Regions from separate parts of the Mus musculus genome. Here all the other regions are linked to region 2. A link is a contact called in public ChIA-PET and HiChIP or PLAC-seq data. All regions are on one chromosome and are shown on one strand. The core of a region is the stretch at or near the end of the contact, and the rest is flanking DNA. Distances in the headings are between cores, read along the strand shown. Region 1 overlaps Sntb1 (syntrophin, basic 1). Region 2 holds the start of Dscc1 (DNA replication and sister chromatid cohesion 1). Region 3 overlaps Sntb1 (syntrophin, basic 1).

Region 1 (4,933 bases), core at 490-2,989, 760 kb before region 2:
ATGACCCCTCTCTCTACCCAGTTGTCAGTCATTACTAGGAAACACCTTTGCATAGTCTCCGAGATTGTCTTAATATGTACAACATGATCTTGGCCTAGATGAATTCATTAAACTTCAAAGGCTGTGGGTTTTTTCCACACTACCTGCCCTCCCCTTCCCCTACACACCTGTATTTCCTCCTTGGTGTAACTGAACTCCCTCACTTGTCCTTTTGCTGACATATGAAACCTCCCTGCATTGTCTAGCCTCATCAAAACGTCTCCATTTTATACTACGACTCTGTCCTAGCCAACTTGTTCTCTTGGCAATAATAGGTGGGTAATTCAATGAAATCTAGGAATCACAGGTAAGATTTCTCTCCCTGGAAACCTCCTGTCATATTTAAGCTGTGTGCTTATTCTGTGAGGTTTCAGCACCCGAGTTGTAGTATATTGGAGCCGAGGCTCCAGGAGGAAGGGTTCATTTGTATTCACCAGGAACCCTTCCCATACTTAAATCAGAATTCCCTTTTCTCATGCATAAACCTGGTTCCACGTGGAAGATGGCAGCCTGCCTTTCATTTTCCACCTGACACTTCATGACAGATGGAAACATCCCTTCCTCTTCTTTCTCCTCCTTATCTTCTCACATCTTTCCCTGAACAAAGGAGCATCCCTGACCCTTCCTTAGTCGATTCCATTTAAACAGAAAACCAGATACACCCCCAGTGTATTCAATTATTTTGTAATCAATTCCCTTTCTACAGCATCTTCCTTCAGAGACTCGGAGAACATTTTACAAATTGTACTGGCACCATTTTTACAAGTCAGAGCAAAGAGGCCTGCCTCTGGGAACAACAATTGAGAAGAAGTGAAGACGGACAAAACGTGTGTGTTATCTGAGTTACGAAACACCTAGAAAAGCCAGCTTGACAGACAAATCACTAATGAAGGAATTTCAAGCTAGCCAGGTGCTGTGATCCAGTGATGATCCCACTGAATTTTTTTCACATTATAGACATAATGATTGAATGATTGCTTAGATGAAAGCATGGATTCGGAATAACTATTGTGTTCATGCAATGTAACAGACACTGGGCTCAGTCCTGTGAATATGAAGGTTTTAGGGTGTTGCTGTATAATACAGTGGAGTGGAGACCAGACCCCAATGCTTGCCTTCAGGGAGTAGCCATAAAGATGTGAGACAATAGGCACAGTAAATGATTAAGTGACATGGGACAGGTATAAACAGGAAGGTACCACCTAGCTTACGTGTGGTGGCTTCCTCAGAGGTGGTGTTGGTGTTTGTTTGTTTGCTTGCTTGCTTGCTTGCTTGCTTGCTTGCTTTATTTGATTGGTTTTTTTGAGACAGGGTTTCTCTGTCTAGCCCTGGCTGTCCTGGAACTCACTTTGTAGACCAGGCTGGCCTCGAACTTAGAAATCCGCCTGCCTCTGCCTCCCACGTGCTAGGATTAAAGGCGTGCACCACCACTGCCTGGCTTAAAATAATCTATTTAAGTTGAATACTTTCTTCATAAACCCTGATGTCTAGAGGTTTATAAAGTAAAAATATAAAAACTTTGGGAGAACCATATGATTGCTCTGACTCAAATACTCAGGCAGTCTCTTCCCCCAAAGAGAAAACAGAATCCAAATTTATGAGGGTCTGGTCCGGTCACAGAGAGCATGTAGCAGCATAGAACCAGAGAGCAGTCACTGAGCCACGCCCAGCCATACTGTGCAACTAAAAACCCAAGACAGGCACTTGATTCTAACGGCCTCTTATTCTGTTTCAGTTTCCTTCTTTGCAAATCTTTATCAACATTTATATACAAGACTTTCATAACAACCCAAAAATTCAACAGGCAACCACAAGACAAAACCTCTTCCCTGTACACAGGCAACCACAGGACATGGCCAGCAAAGTAGAATAAACTTCAGAAGATGGGTGTATAGAAGAACTGCAATCGTGCGTGTTAAGTATATTGAACCAACTCTGAGACATGGAAAAATCAATACATTTAAGTAGACTCCTTCAGAATGAGAAAACTTTTCAGTAGGTCAACTGCTAGCATCCAATGAAAGGGAAAGTTTAATACACAGCCTTGGTCACAACTGGGGTTGAAGCACACAGAAGAAAGACTATTTTCCTTCCTATTTAGTGTTCAAGTTTTCCCAAGAGTTAATTGTAAAAGTTGGGGAAAAAACAGATTGTTGAAAGAAATAGCTAGAAATAGGGTATAGCTAAGACTTCCTAATTTATCACTGGACTAAACCACTCTAATTTTTTTAAAAAGACCTGACACTGATTCCATTTTTTAAAAGCCTGGCAAATTAAGACAACTCTAGTAACAAATGTTAAAAACAATAGCTGTAATGATGGCATGTGGCTTGTATTTGCTTGCTTTGTGTCGTGCATTTACATTACAGCCAGCCTGTATAGTTTTTATACTGAGCACCGGGTACCACACCACTTGAGAGAGATATTATTACTAACAACCTCAAAAGTCACTTTAATGGTGTTAGTGCTCTCATGTATGTCGAACAGGAAATGCAAGCTCTAACAGGTGCATTTTATCCCGTTCCTACAGCTGTGAAGGCGCATGGCTGGGCATAGAGTTGCCTGAGTCTGTCTGCCCCTCATCTTTCCATCCCACCATGTCTAATGAAACCAGAGCACTGCACCACATGGTGACAAAAGTGTGTGTCCGTTGTCAGTGTTTCCGTACCATTTTTGTGTTCTGGGCACTGAAATGGTAACCGCTTTGCTCCCGGAAGGAATTTCTATGCTTTTATTTTTTTTCTCTGGAATTCTCTGTCCTGAGATGGTGGGCAAATCGAAGACCTAATGTGTTTCATTTTCTAGAGGCTACTCCAAAAATGATTCAGTGGGGCCACAGAACTCCTGAAACCTGAGCCTGACTTTCCCAGACAGCTAATCGCTTCACCATCCAGTCTCCACCATTACTGCATGTGCCAGATGCCTTAGCAAATAGAACCTTCATGCTTAATTTCCAGACCACAGTTCCCAGACCGCAGAAGTTTGATGGCTACATTTTTTTTTTGCTATTCCATCATTTCTATTTATGTGACTAGATATATTTTTAGAGCAGGTTTAAAAAAGATGTGGGGGGAAAGCCCACCCCAAAGAACTTCCTGGTCTAATAGAGAGGATGCTGGAGTCTTCACATCAGCAGAAGGAACAGGATGTTGGCTGTTGCTACAACATATTTGGTTCAGCAGTGGGCTGTCATTTATCTGAGGGGATGTCTGGTTGTAGGAGGAAGGGGGAGCAAATGGTTCTGGTTATTTATGGATCCCATGAATTTTCATCAATAGGCACCATGCACTTCCAATGTTGATAAGCATATCTATTCTAGAGTTCACCAAACACAAAATGCTTGGTAATATGTCCACTTATTTCCTGTGGGAAAAGACTAGCAAAAGAAAGAGAGAAAATAGCCATTTCATATCTCTCTTCCCAGAGACAAGTATGTTTAAAACTGAGCACACTGCTCTGGATTGTTCGATTTGTATGTGAATGTATGTGTGTGTAAGTATGTGTACATACATGTGCATACATACAACTTCTGGTTTTTAAACAAAAACTAAGGCATAACTTTAAATCCTACATGTTCACATGACTAGTTTTTCACTTGAATACACACCATGAACATCTTCCTCTGGGGGGGGGGGGACCTCACTTTTTCAAATATCTAACGGGCTCTATAAGATGCTGGCTGCTTAGATTTTTTCCTACTAACAGAGTATGCATAGTGACATCTTAGTAACTCAAGATTTGTTCGATATCTCTTATTACCATAAATTAAATGAGTAAAGGTGGGCTTTAATGGACTGTAAGTCCTGTACATATTCAAAGAGAGTAAACTGTACCAGAGTAAAGTGGCTTCAGGGGACAGTCTAAATATAGGAAACACCATGTTTATCACACTCAGTAATAAACCATTATTTTAAAAGCTGGTCATATAATTTATCTTAATATGGTGATAATTGGCACTATTAGTCTTACAGAAAAAAATGTATCTTTTTCTTTACAAAAACACCTGTTTGGCTTTCTTTTCTTTTCTTTTTTTGTAGTTGTGTAAGATTTTAGTTGGGAGGGGGGGTTGTGATTTCTTTCTGCACACAGCATGAGAGTAAAACCTGAATTTGTGGGTTCTGAGATCTATGTAATAACTGTAATACTTTGCAGCAGCATAAACCATCTGGAGCTAGTAGACATGTCTGTGTTGCAGTAAAAATGTCTTGAAATCCAGGGGAATTTGACTGATGAGCTCTGGTTTGCCAGACCCTGAGATAGACCCCTGGACCTGGTCTTTACAGATAAGATTGAGAAAACACAAGGCATTGTACCCCCCAGAATGGCACAACTTAGAACAAAACTTTGTGGAAGTATAAAATGGGGGTGAGTGGAAGATGATTTGGGGGTGAGACATGTCTTGTATTTTATAACCCTGTGTGGGGTTTAAGGAAAGCCTGAAATCCCCTGTAGCGTAGGTGACTACGCTAAGTAATTGCATCACATCTGAAACTACTTTTAACTTGTTTCCTGTTGTGCTCTAAACAGGAGCTCTTCTGCATCTAAGTTTCTTAAACAAAGCTCACTTGGTAGCCTGCTCTTCGGGAGTAAGGGGAGAGAGAGACAGCCCCCATAGGTGGAGGAAGTACAAAGAAGACCCTGTCCACTGGCTGGGGAGGTATAGCTCAGATGGTAGAGTTCTTGCCTTACATACATGAATCTCTGAGTTCTGTCTCTATCACTTCATAAAACTGGGTGTGCCAATGACCCAGTCCTAGAATACCAGTGCTTAAGACATAGATGCAGGAGGACCACACATTCAGGATCATCTTTAGCTATATGACATTCTGATGATGGGTAAAGTTCCACCACAGAAGGGTCCCTGGTGACCTTGAGAAGAGGGGAGGGACCTGAG
Region 2 (4,237 bases), core at 575-3,074:
GGCCTACTTGGAGGAAGTGTGTCACTGTGGGGGTGGGCTTTGAGGACTCATATGCTCAAGCTATATCCAGTGTGACACAGTCTCCTTCTGCTGCCTGTGGATCAAGATGTAGAACTCTTGGCTCTTCCAGTCTCCCTGCATACTACCATACTTCCTGCCATGATGATAATGGACTGAACCTCCAAAACTGTAAGCTATTCCCAATTAAGTGTTTTCCCTTATAAGAGTTGCCTTGGTCATGAGGTTGCTTCATAGCAATGAAACTCCAACTAAGACACTATCCTACAGTATCCTTAATTTTTAAAATTTTATTATTGTGTGTGTGGGTGCACACTTGTTATGGCACATGTGTGGCAGTCAGAGGGCAACTTTCAGAGTTGGGTCTCTTCTTCCACTATATCTTCTGGAGACTGAAGTCAGCTTATCATCTTGCATGGCAAGCACTTTTAACTTTGAGCCATCTTAGTGATAGCCACTAATAAATTCGTGGTACTTTCATATTCAGGATATTGTTCCATCATTTTTCTTATTCGATCCGATTTTTGTTTTTTTTTGTTTTGTGTGTGTGTGTGTGTGTGTGTGTGTGTGAGAGAGAGAGAGAGGGGGGGGGTCTATTTAGCCTTGACTGGCTTGAAGCTCACTATGTAGACCAGAATGGCCTCGAACTCAGATCCGCCAGCCTCTGCCTCCTGAGTGCTGGAACTAAACTACCCTTTGGCAACTCAGATGTTTTTGCTTGTTGTTTTTCTAGACAATGTTACTCTGTGTAGCCTTGGCTGTCCTGGAACTTGCTCTATAGTCCAGGCTGGTCTAGAATTCAGAGGTCCTCCCTTTGCCTCCTGAGTGCTGGGATTAAAGGTATGGTGCCAGCACTACCTGGCTCATGTCGGTTTTTAACCTGATGGACTGGGGTCACCTTGGCCTCCCTTTTTATTTATTCATTTGTTTGTTTTACAGGAAGGAGTGAGAAACCACCCTCTCTGAAGACAATTATTCCTCTTACTGTTTCAACTTTTATGGGTGGCCAGTCTGCAGGGGTCTGCCGGCAGCATCCCTTAGAGAGCTCGCACATCAGTTTCAGGTGCATGGATGTGAGTCTATGAATGGGTTTTCATCTTAAAACAGTTTCACGTCATTGTAAACTTTGGTCAAGAAAACATCACACCCTGTAATGCTGAGTTAGCCAGACTCTCCCAGGAGCATACCAGGCGGGCTGTTTCTGTGTAGAAGTCTCAAGCGCCACTTAGCACAAATGAAGTATTTAACGAACGGGAGGCAAGCTACCTTCCATCTAGGATGGTCTCGAAGTCCAAACAAATGACATCTTATTCTGCCAGGATCTGGTTCTTGGTCCTGCACAACACTGGGCAGGCTATTTTGGAACCACCATACATACATCAAGCTGGATTCAGACTTTGCCATCTCAAGGCTGCGCCACCATTGGCAAGCATTCTGCTCGCTTCTGCATGACAGGATCGACAGGATCCTGCCTTACTGGGTTGTTTTAACGGCTTAATGAAATTCTGCACAGACATAGCTCATCACGGGACCCACCGCAGCAGGCGAGGAAAAGGAGCTTTGGCGGGAAAGAAGGGGGTGGGCACAGGGTGGCGGAAGGGGTGAGTGCAAGAGCCGTGCTTGGCCCCGTGGGGACCCAGAATTGCTAACAGGACCTTCCTGGAGTCCTCATGGGGGAAACCGTGCTTCTCCCCAGCAACCGGGGACTTGCACGCTGTCAGTGGGCTGCAGAAGGACTCGCGAGTCCAGATACTTTCCGACTTCCTCGGGACACGCCCCGTCCCGCCCCGGAAGTCGGCTCGGGCGGATTTGGCGCGCTTTTGAAGTCCCGGGAGTTTAGGTCGAGGACACACCCCTCTCCGTGCTGCGAGATGTCCCCGCCGAGCGCTTCCCGGAGGACCCGCGAGGAAGTGGACGCGACGCTGCAGGTTGCCAAGCTGAACGCCACCGAGCTGCTGCCCACGGTGCACTGCCTGAGCTTCAGCTCCGGGACCGGCGGCGCGGCCACCGGCGACTTCTGCCTGCTGGAGCTGGAACCAGCACTGTGCCAGCAGCTGGAGGCCGGGGACAGGTGAGCCGGGATGGTGGGGCTCGGGAGCGCCGATTCCCCGGCCTCAAAGAGGCCGCCTACCCGCCCGGCGTAGCCCGGGGAACTCGGAAGGAGGAACTGGTGCAGAGAGTTGCTTTGATTGGGCCCGTACAGGCCGATGGGCGGGTCCTCAGCTTGCTGTCATCTGTCAGGAGGATTCAGCATTTGCTAGACTGCCTTGTTAGCAGGACTCCAGGGAATTTAGAGCCAGGTGTCAGCGGGGGAGTGTCAAGAAGGAAGCTCCAGGGAGCTTTGGAGGGCTCAGTACTGATGCCAAGTACTCCACAGAAACACTCGTTCAATCTCAGAATGTAGTAGCAGTGCCTGTAGAGAGAGTTCTTGGCTTGCCACTTGGGTTTCTTCTCCTTGAACCGCAGATGGGACAAACGAGACAGAAGTTTAAAGCCTAATGCAGACTGCTGCGTGTAGCCCGGGGGTTGGTTGGGGTCACTTACTGAAGATCTGGATCTGTTTTTAATTCCGGGTCAACTACAAAGTTGCTGCCAAGACCTTGGATTTTAAATCCTAGGCTGAGATCATGTCTTTTATGGCAAGCACAAAGCTGAGTGACTGAACTGCAAGTGGGCAAGGCTCTTACTCTCAGAGCTCCCCCTCAGTGACATACTTCCTCCAGTAAGGCTACACCTCCCAACCCCTCCTCAGATAGGGCTGTGGACTGGGGACTAAGTGTTCAAATGTCTGAGCCTGTGTTTGGGGGCGGGGTCCTCTTTCAAAGCACCACACTCCCAAGGTTTAATTTTAAATCTAGAAGCCACAGGATTTGGGACTTATTTTTTCTTTCTTTCTTTCTTTTTTTTTAGATTTATTTATTTATTATATGTAAGTACACTGTAGCTGTCCTCAGACACCCCAGAAGAGGGCATCAGATCTCTTATGGGTGGTTGGGAGCCACCATGTGGTTGTTGGGATTTGAACTCAGGACTCAGGACCTCTGGAAGAGCAGTCAGTGCTCTTAATCGCTGAGCCATCTCTCTAGTCCCCGATTTGGGAGTTATTTAAAGTGAGCTATCCACTAGAGTCTCAATAAGCCATGTCTTTACCCCCCCCCTCCATTTGCCTGTAGCTTTGTGATTAGAGGAGATAAGGATGAACAGGCTGTGTTGTGCAGTAAAGACAAAACCTACGACCTGAAGATAGCAGACACATCCAACATGCTGCTTTTCATCCCTGGATGCAAAACTCCAGACCAGCTGAAGGAGGAGGAAACACCAAGTGCCATCGTTCACACGGAGGTACCGCTTTGTACCTGAGTCTGGCAGTGGCGGTTTGTGTTCCAAGCTTGCCTTTGGTTAAAAACTTTTTTTTTTCCCCTTTGGTTTTTCGAGACAGGGTTTCTCTGTATAGCCCTGGCTGTCCTGGAACTCACTTTGTAGACCAGGCTGGTCTCAAACTCAGAAATCCACCTGCCTTTGCCTCCCGAGTGCTGGGATTAAAGGCGTGTGTCACCACGACCAGCTGGTCTTTCTCTTAATGTAGTGAGTTTATTAGGTAACTAATTCTTTTTTTTTTTAATTTAATTTATTTTGTAAAAAATGTGTTTGTGTTTGTGTTTGTGTATGTGTGGTGGGGGTGTCTTGCCTGCAGGCAGGTCTGTGAACCATGTGCATGCCCTTGGAGGCCAGAAGAGGGTGTCAGGTCCTCTTTGGAACTGGAGTTACAGATAATTGTTAGCTGCCGGGTATGTGTGTATGTGTGTGTGTGTGTGTGTGTGTGAAACAGGATGTGTGACACATGTAGCCCAGGCTAGCCTTAAACTTGCCATACAGCTGAGGGTGACCCTGAACATCAGAGCATCCTGTTCCCAACCCCACATGCTGGGGTCTCAGGCCTTATGCCCCCATACCTGGTTTATACGGTCGTGCTCAGGGTCAGACCCAGGGCATTGTGGCACGCTGGGCAAGTACTCCAGCATTGAGCCCCCTTTCCATGCTGTTGTGTTTTGAGACCATCTCTCACTGTAGCCCAGGCTGATCTTGAACTTCCTTTCTGAGGGCTAGGACTAGGCAGATCCCCCACTGTGGTTGCTATCTTTGTTTACTTGTTTTGTCTTTTTGAGACAAGGTCTCGCTATGTACCCCAGGCTGGCCTGGAATTCGTTTATAGACCAAG
Region 3 (4,706 bases), core at 1,987-4,486, 790 kb before region 2:
TTCATGGCACATGAGGTCTGGATGTGGCCAAATTTAAGTAAATGTTCACAGAACTGTGTTTTGCACAACTAAGTAAGTTTAGACTTGAGAGGAAGTTAGCTGAGAAACACTAGTTTAAGCCAAGCATTTCTGTTCATACTGTTAATGCTACTGTGGATTGCATGACCATAGTTCAGTTACTTTGAATAGCACGTTGTTACTGTTGCTTTCACACTGTCTCAACCTGCCCCTGCCTCCAATGACTGGACAAACAACACAGAACGTTTTAACAAGCATCCTATTACCTGCGAACAGGCATCCAGTTTCCTGTGTTAGAAGTAGGCAGTTCTCCTGGGATTGATCTGTCTGTTCAAAGCCTGAAACACTTCGGTAGGAAAAATGTGGTCTTAATAATGTCTGTAGTCACCTGTGGCTTGCAAAGTAGTTAATGCTTATTAACTCATTAATCCTCTTCACGAACAGTATGAGGACGGTAGATAGCCAGTTGCTTTGTCTTCCTTGCTAAGCGAGCACAGACTGTGTGGGACAGACACAGCAGCAGCAAATTTCAAGAAGTGACACTCAATATGAAAGATATTTAGGATATCTAGATATTTAGGATATTTAAGATATCTTTTCTACATTCTCTGTTTTACTTTTGCTTTAACTCCAAGAGGAAATCTCCTCTTTGCAACTATTGTACCAAAACCTTTAACATTGAGTAAACCTAGCAAAAGACCCTGGCTAAAATGCAAATCCTGGGCTGGTGGGATGGCTTAGTGAATAAGGCCACCAAACCTACTGGCCTAAGATCAATTTCCAGGACCTACATGGGGGATAGAGAAAAACAACTGATCCCCACTAAATGTCCTATGACATCTACATGTGGGCTGTGCCATACATGTATACACACACACACACACACACACACACACAATGCGCCATACATGCAAGTATACAGACACAGACACAAACACACACACATACACACAATGCACACACATATTAAAATTGCACCATACATGCAAGTATACAGACACAGACACAAACACACACACACATACACACAATGCACACACATATTCAAATTGCACCATACATGCAAGTATATAGACACACACAGAGAGAGCAATGATACTCCTTCAGCCGTGTGGAGAATGGCTACCTTAATCATTTGCACCATGACCATTCTCTAGGATTTTCCAAAACGCCACATCTGACACTTTTTGAGACTCCTACTTATCTACAGGGCAAGTATATTTGTTAAACCTCCTAATCTTCCCCCAAAACATTGACAAAGCATGCAACAAAAATAAAATCAATGGAAGGTACTTTTCCAAAAACCCTAAGCCCTGGCCTCTGACAAGTCCAGACGTTCCTCTTTCTGTATCCAGAGAGTAGCAATGGGTCCTAGTTGAGAAAGAGCATTAGATACTTAGGGTTAGACCTGAAGGATTAGTCCTATTCTCGTTAATTTCTACTTCTTTCCCTTAGATCTGTTAGTGGGAGATGGTTTCTGGGGATCTCTCCAGACAGCAGGCATGATTTGGATCTGCGTGTTTCTCAGAGAACATATTGCCACCTATAATTTTCATAATGAACTATGCAGAGCCCAAGGACATGGAGGCTGTTTATTCATCCATATCTGCATTTATTCATTTAGCAAATGCTTTCTCATTATCTGCCATGTGTCCAATGGTATGCTGAACTCCTGGGAATAGTGTAATGACCAGGCTTACTGCGAGAAGAAGCAGGTGGGCTGCTTAGCACTCGGCCTCACGTTTGTGAAAGGCCCCTAGTTGAGACTGTAGACGTAGTTCTTAATGACGTTTTATATTGGTCATAAATAAAGGTAATCTGTGAAACATAAGCATTTATGCATTTATGAGAGCTTGTTGTGCATTCTCATCATCATCCTAAGATGTAAGATGTCTCCACAGTGGATGTGGCCTAGGTCCTTTACCTATCTCTATGATTTGTACAAATGGGTCAGATATCCTCCCTGTGTCTCATTACTCTGTAATAATGTAGATGTCCTTCTCCTCAAGAAATACAGAAGGTGGTCTGCCAGGGCAAGAAGACATCTCCTGGGAAGAGCCACGGCATAAAAGATTAAACAGCTGTTACAGTACCCAGGGGGATTCCTCATGTCAGTTTAAGGGAATAGAGCTTAAGAGCCAGGGGTTTTCTCAAGCCCCACAAGCAATTGACAGTATGAGGGAGTAAAATGGAGATGCCCTGATCCTTCCTCCACCACAGAACAGGCCTTCAATACAGGAGGGGCACAAGGATTGTCCTGTGGACCCTTGCTTTGTTCCTGAGACACTTAGCTTCTTTTTCTTCCTTCCTTTATTCCTTCTTCTTCCCTCCTCCCCTTCTCTCTCTCTCCCCCCTTCCCACCATTCCATATTAGTGATTTTATTCATTCATTTATTCTCCCTGTCTACCATGTCTCTATTTAGTTTCTATTCTCATTTTTCCTCCCTCCCTCCTTCCTTCCTTTTCCATCTCCACTTCCTTCTCTGTCTCCACGGCTTTGCCCTCATCGTCCTTGCCTTTTCACTAAATGCCCCCGTTATTCATTATTCCTACCAACATTAGAAGTTGACTGGCTCCCCACATCAAAAGAAAGTTCGTTTTTAATCAGAACAATATTTGCACTGTGAGCTTTGATCTTGCCTTCACGTGCCTCAGGCCAGAGCAGGACTCACCACAACAGAGAACTCCAAAGCTCACATTGTGTCCAGAGCCAGGCCACTGGGATGTGGTTATGGTTGTTACAGAATTAAGATCACTTCAATTAGGGTTGGGTTCTGTAGATTTCAAGTACATGAAGAAGAGAAGGAGGTAAATGCACATGTATACACGTGCGCATGCACACACACACACACACACACACACACACACACCTCCCTTTTATGAGACGACAAAACCAACAAAAACAGGCCAGAGTAACTGTTGACCTGCCTGATCTTGATCATATTATTTCTTTGAGTTTTAGACAAGAGCAGAGTGAAAAAATAACTTTACATTTCCCCCCAATTTCCAGAATTATCTGTGAACTGTCCCATATATAGTCTCGTTCTGTACCAAAGCCTTTTCAAACTCAACATGCCAAGGTTGAACTTACTATTTCTTCCCAGAAAATTGCTATTTCTCTTCAGTTTTTTTTTGCAGTCTGCAAGCAGGCTCCCACACTAGAAACCTTAGATTCATCCCACACTCCTTTCTCTCATTCACTGGGTTCCGTCAATTCTGCCACCTCAAGGAATCCAATTACTGCCTCTCCTTCACTCCATATGTCATAAGACTGCCAAGGAGATCTGTCTAAATGCAAATAGGGTTGAGCATTTTCCCATCATAAACAGCTTCTAGTGTCCCCTAGACACACCAGAACACATTCACTTCCTTCAGCATGGAAGAGCCCGGTAGTCCATCAGACGGGCTGAAGCATTCAAGGCAGCCCTGTGACTACCATAGGGTACCCACAGCACACATCTGACCTGCTGCTTGTGAGTGACTCTTTGTTTCTCCTCCATTTCCTTCCACACCTGGCATAGTCTCTCCTCCTTCACAGCAGCTACATTTTTACTCTTTATTTTCGATTCACTTCATCACTGTCCACATCTCTAAGCTGCCTGAGACCTCTTGGGGTCATCGGTGGCTTTGCCTTTCACGTCTCTCTGATTTACTGGAAGGGAGATGGGATCCAGAGTTAGACAAGCAGATCTGAAGATGCTTTTCCTTCTGGAATCTCCATTGTCTCACATATATTATGGATACATCTCAACCTCAAGGGAGAATTAATCTAGCATCAAGTTTTCAGTAAATGTTGGTGCTTTTCCTATAGAAAATCATAGGCAAGCAACTGTACAGTGATTAAAGAATACGACCTAAAGTCCTGAGGCTGAGACCTTGAGGCTCAGCACCCTCCATAGTCTTATTAAGGGATCTTGAGTAATTACTTTTGAATGAGTAAATTACTCTCCTTGTCTTGCCTTTGTCTATTATAAAAGTACATACTTCACAGAGCACTTCTGAATATCAAGTACTAGGAAAGAGAAAGTCACAATGTTTGGTACAGTGACCGTACAGGGGATGCTGGCTCTAACCATTTTCCTCCTGTTCTTGCCTTGGTCGATCATAATTGTTTTTTTTTTTCCACATGTTTTTCATTTATGAACTTAAGGGTTCTTAAAGGGGCCAGACAAGATTGTGTCCTTATCTACTACCAAGAGACATTGTGTAAGGTATTGAAATTGTTTCTCCAAATCGTTGAAGCCTAGCATAACCCATCTGAAGTCTCAGTTCTGGACTACAGCTAACAACACATTATAGGCGTCTCCCATCAGGCTTCCTGTTGCTCACATCCACACAACTCATTCCAAGACCCGTTCCAGACTTCTCAAGGAAGCTTTCCATGAGACTCCCCATAGACATTCAGATCTCTGTCTTAGATCTCAGAGAACAGTGTTCAGTTGATTTTTTTTTAAGTTATTGTTTCATACAAGTGACCTTGGTGACTTGTTAGATGTCTGATTGACAGGGCCTGTTTTCCTCTTTGTTTCCTGAACGATCGTGGTACCACCAACATCTGACATTGGTGAAGGTCCCTTGAATGAATAATGTCACCTGGCTAGGAGGCCTCTCTGGCACCATCTTTGCCTATTTACTGTCTGTTGCGGCCGCCAGCAGCTCGCAACGTGAACGGTTCGACTGAGAAGGCC

Evidence for each region. ChIA-PET counts read pairs in DNA pulled down with a chosen protein or histone mark. HiChIP or PLAC-seq counts read pairs in DNA pulled down with a chosen protein or histone mark.
Region 1: an RNA polymerase II ChIA-PET map of memory CD8 T cells shows a contact between it and region 2, with 23 read pairs. The contact joins the enhancer-like site here to the promoter of Dscc1 in region 2. A contact is called at or near these places in 9 of 39 promoter capture datasets (the C10 cell line, embryonic stem cells, hippocampal neurons and 4 more) and 1 of 115 datasets of contacts at active chromatin or transcription factors (memory CD8 T cells).
Region 3: a contact with region 2 is called in an H3K27ac HiChIP or PLAC-seq map of embryonic stem cells, with 5 times the contacts expected there. The contact joins the enhancer-like site here to the promoter of Dscc1 in region 2. A contact is called at or near these places in 4 of 39 promoter capture datasets (embryonic stem cells, neutrophils and stem cell-derived epiblast-like cells) and 2 of 115 datasets of contacts at active chromatin or transcription factors (both in embryonic stem cells).

What each region holds. Positions count from the first base shown.
Region 1 is chr15:55,848,082-55,853,014 of GRCm38.p6, reverse strand. The region is part of intron 1 of Sntb1 (syntrophin, basic 1); the gene reads left to right. Among named protein-coding and RNA genes, the nearest start is that of Sntb1, 56 kb to the left of the region's middle. Within about 2 kb of position 1,739, at least 51 of the 459 cell types and tissues checked have an H3K27ac peak or open chromatin away from gene starts, as enhancers often do. A contact at or near this core is called in memory CD8 T cells and pre-B cells, where this site is marked.
Region 2 is chr15:55,088,078-55,092,314 of GRCm38.p6, reverse strand. Dscc1 (DNA replication and sister chromatid cohesion 1) reads left to right here and starts at 1,824. Exons shown (of 9, transcript NM_183089.3): 1 at 1,824-2,089; 2 at 3,192-3,360. The coding sequence starts at 1,890. All of the region lies in intron 2 of Gm41325 (a long non-coding RNA gene), which reads right to left.
Region 3 is chr15:55,876,956-55,881,661 of GRCm38.p6, reverse strand. The region is part of intron 1 of Sntb1 (syntrophin, basic 1); the gene reads left to right. Among named protein-coding and RNA genes, the nearest start is that of Sntb1, 28 kb to the left of the region's middle. Within about 2 kb of position 3,236, at least 13 of the 459 cell types and tissues checked have an H3K27ac peak or open chromatin away from gene starts, as enhancers often do. A contact at or near this core is called in embryonic stem cells, where this site is marked.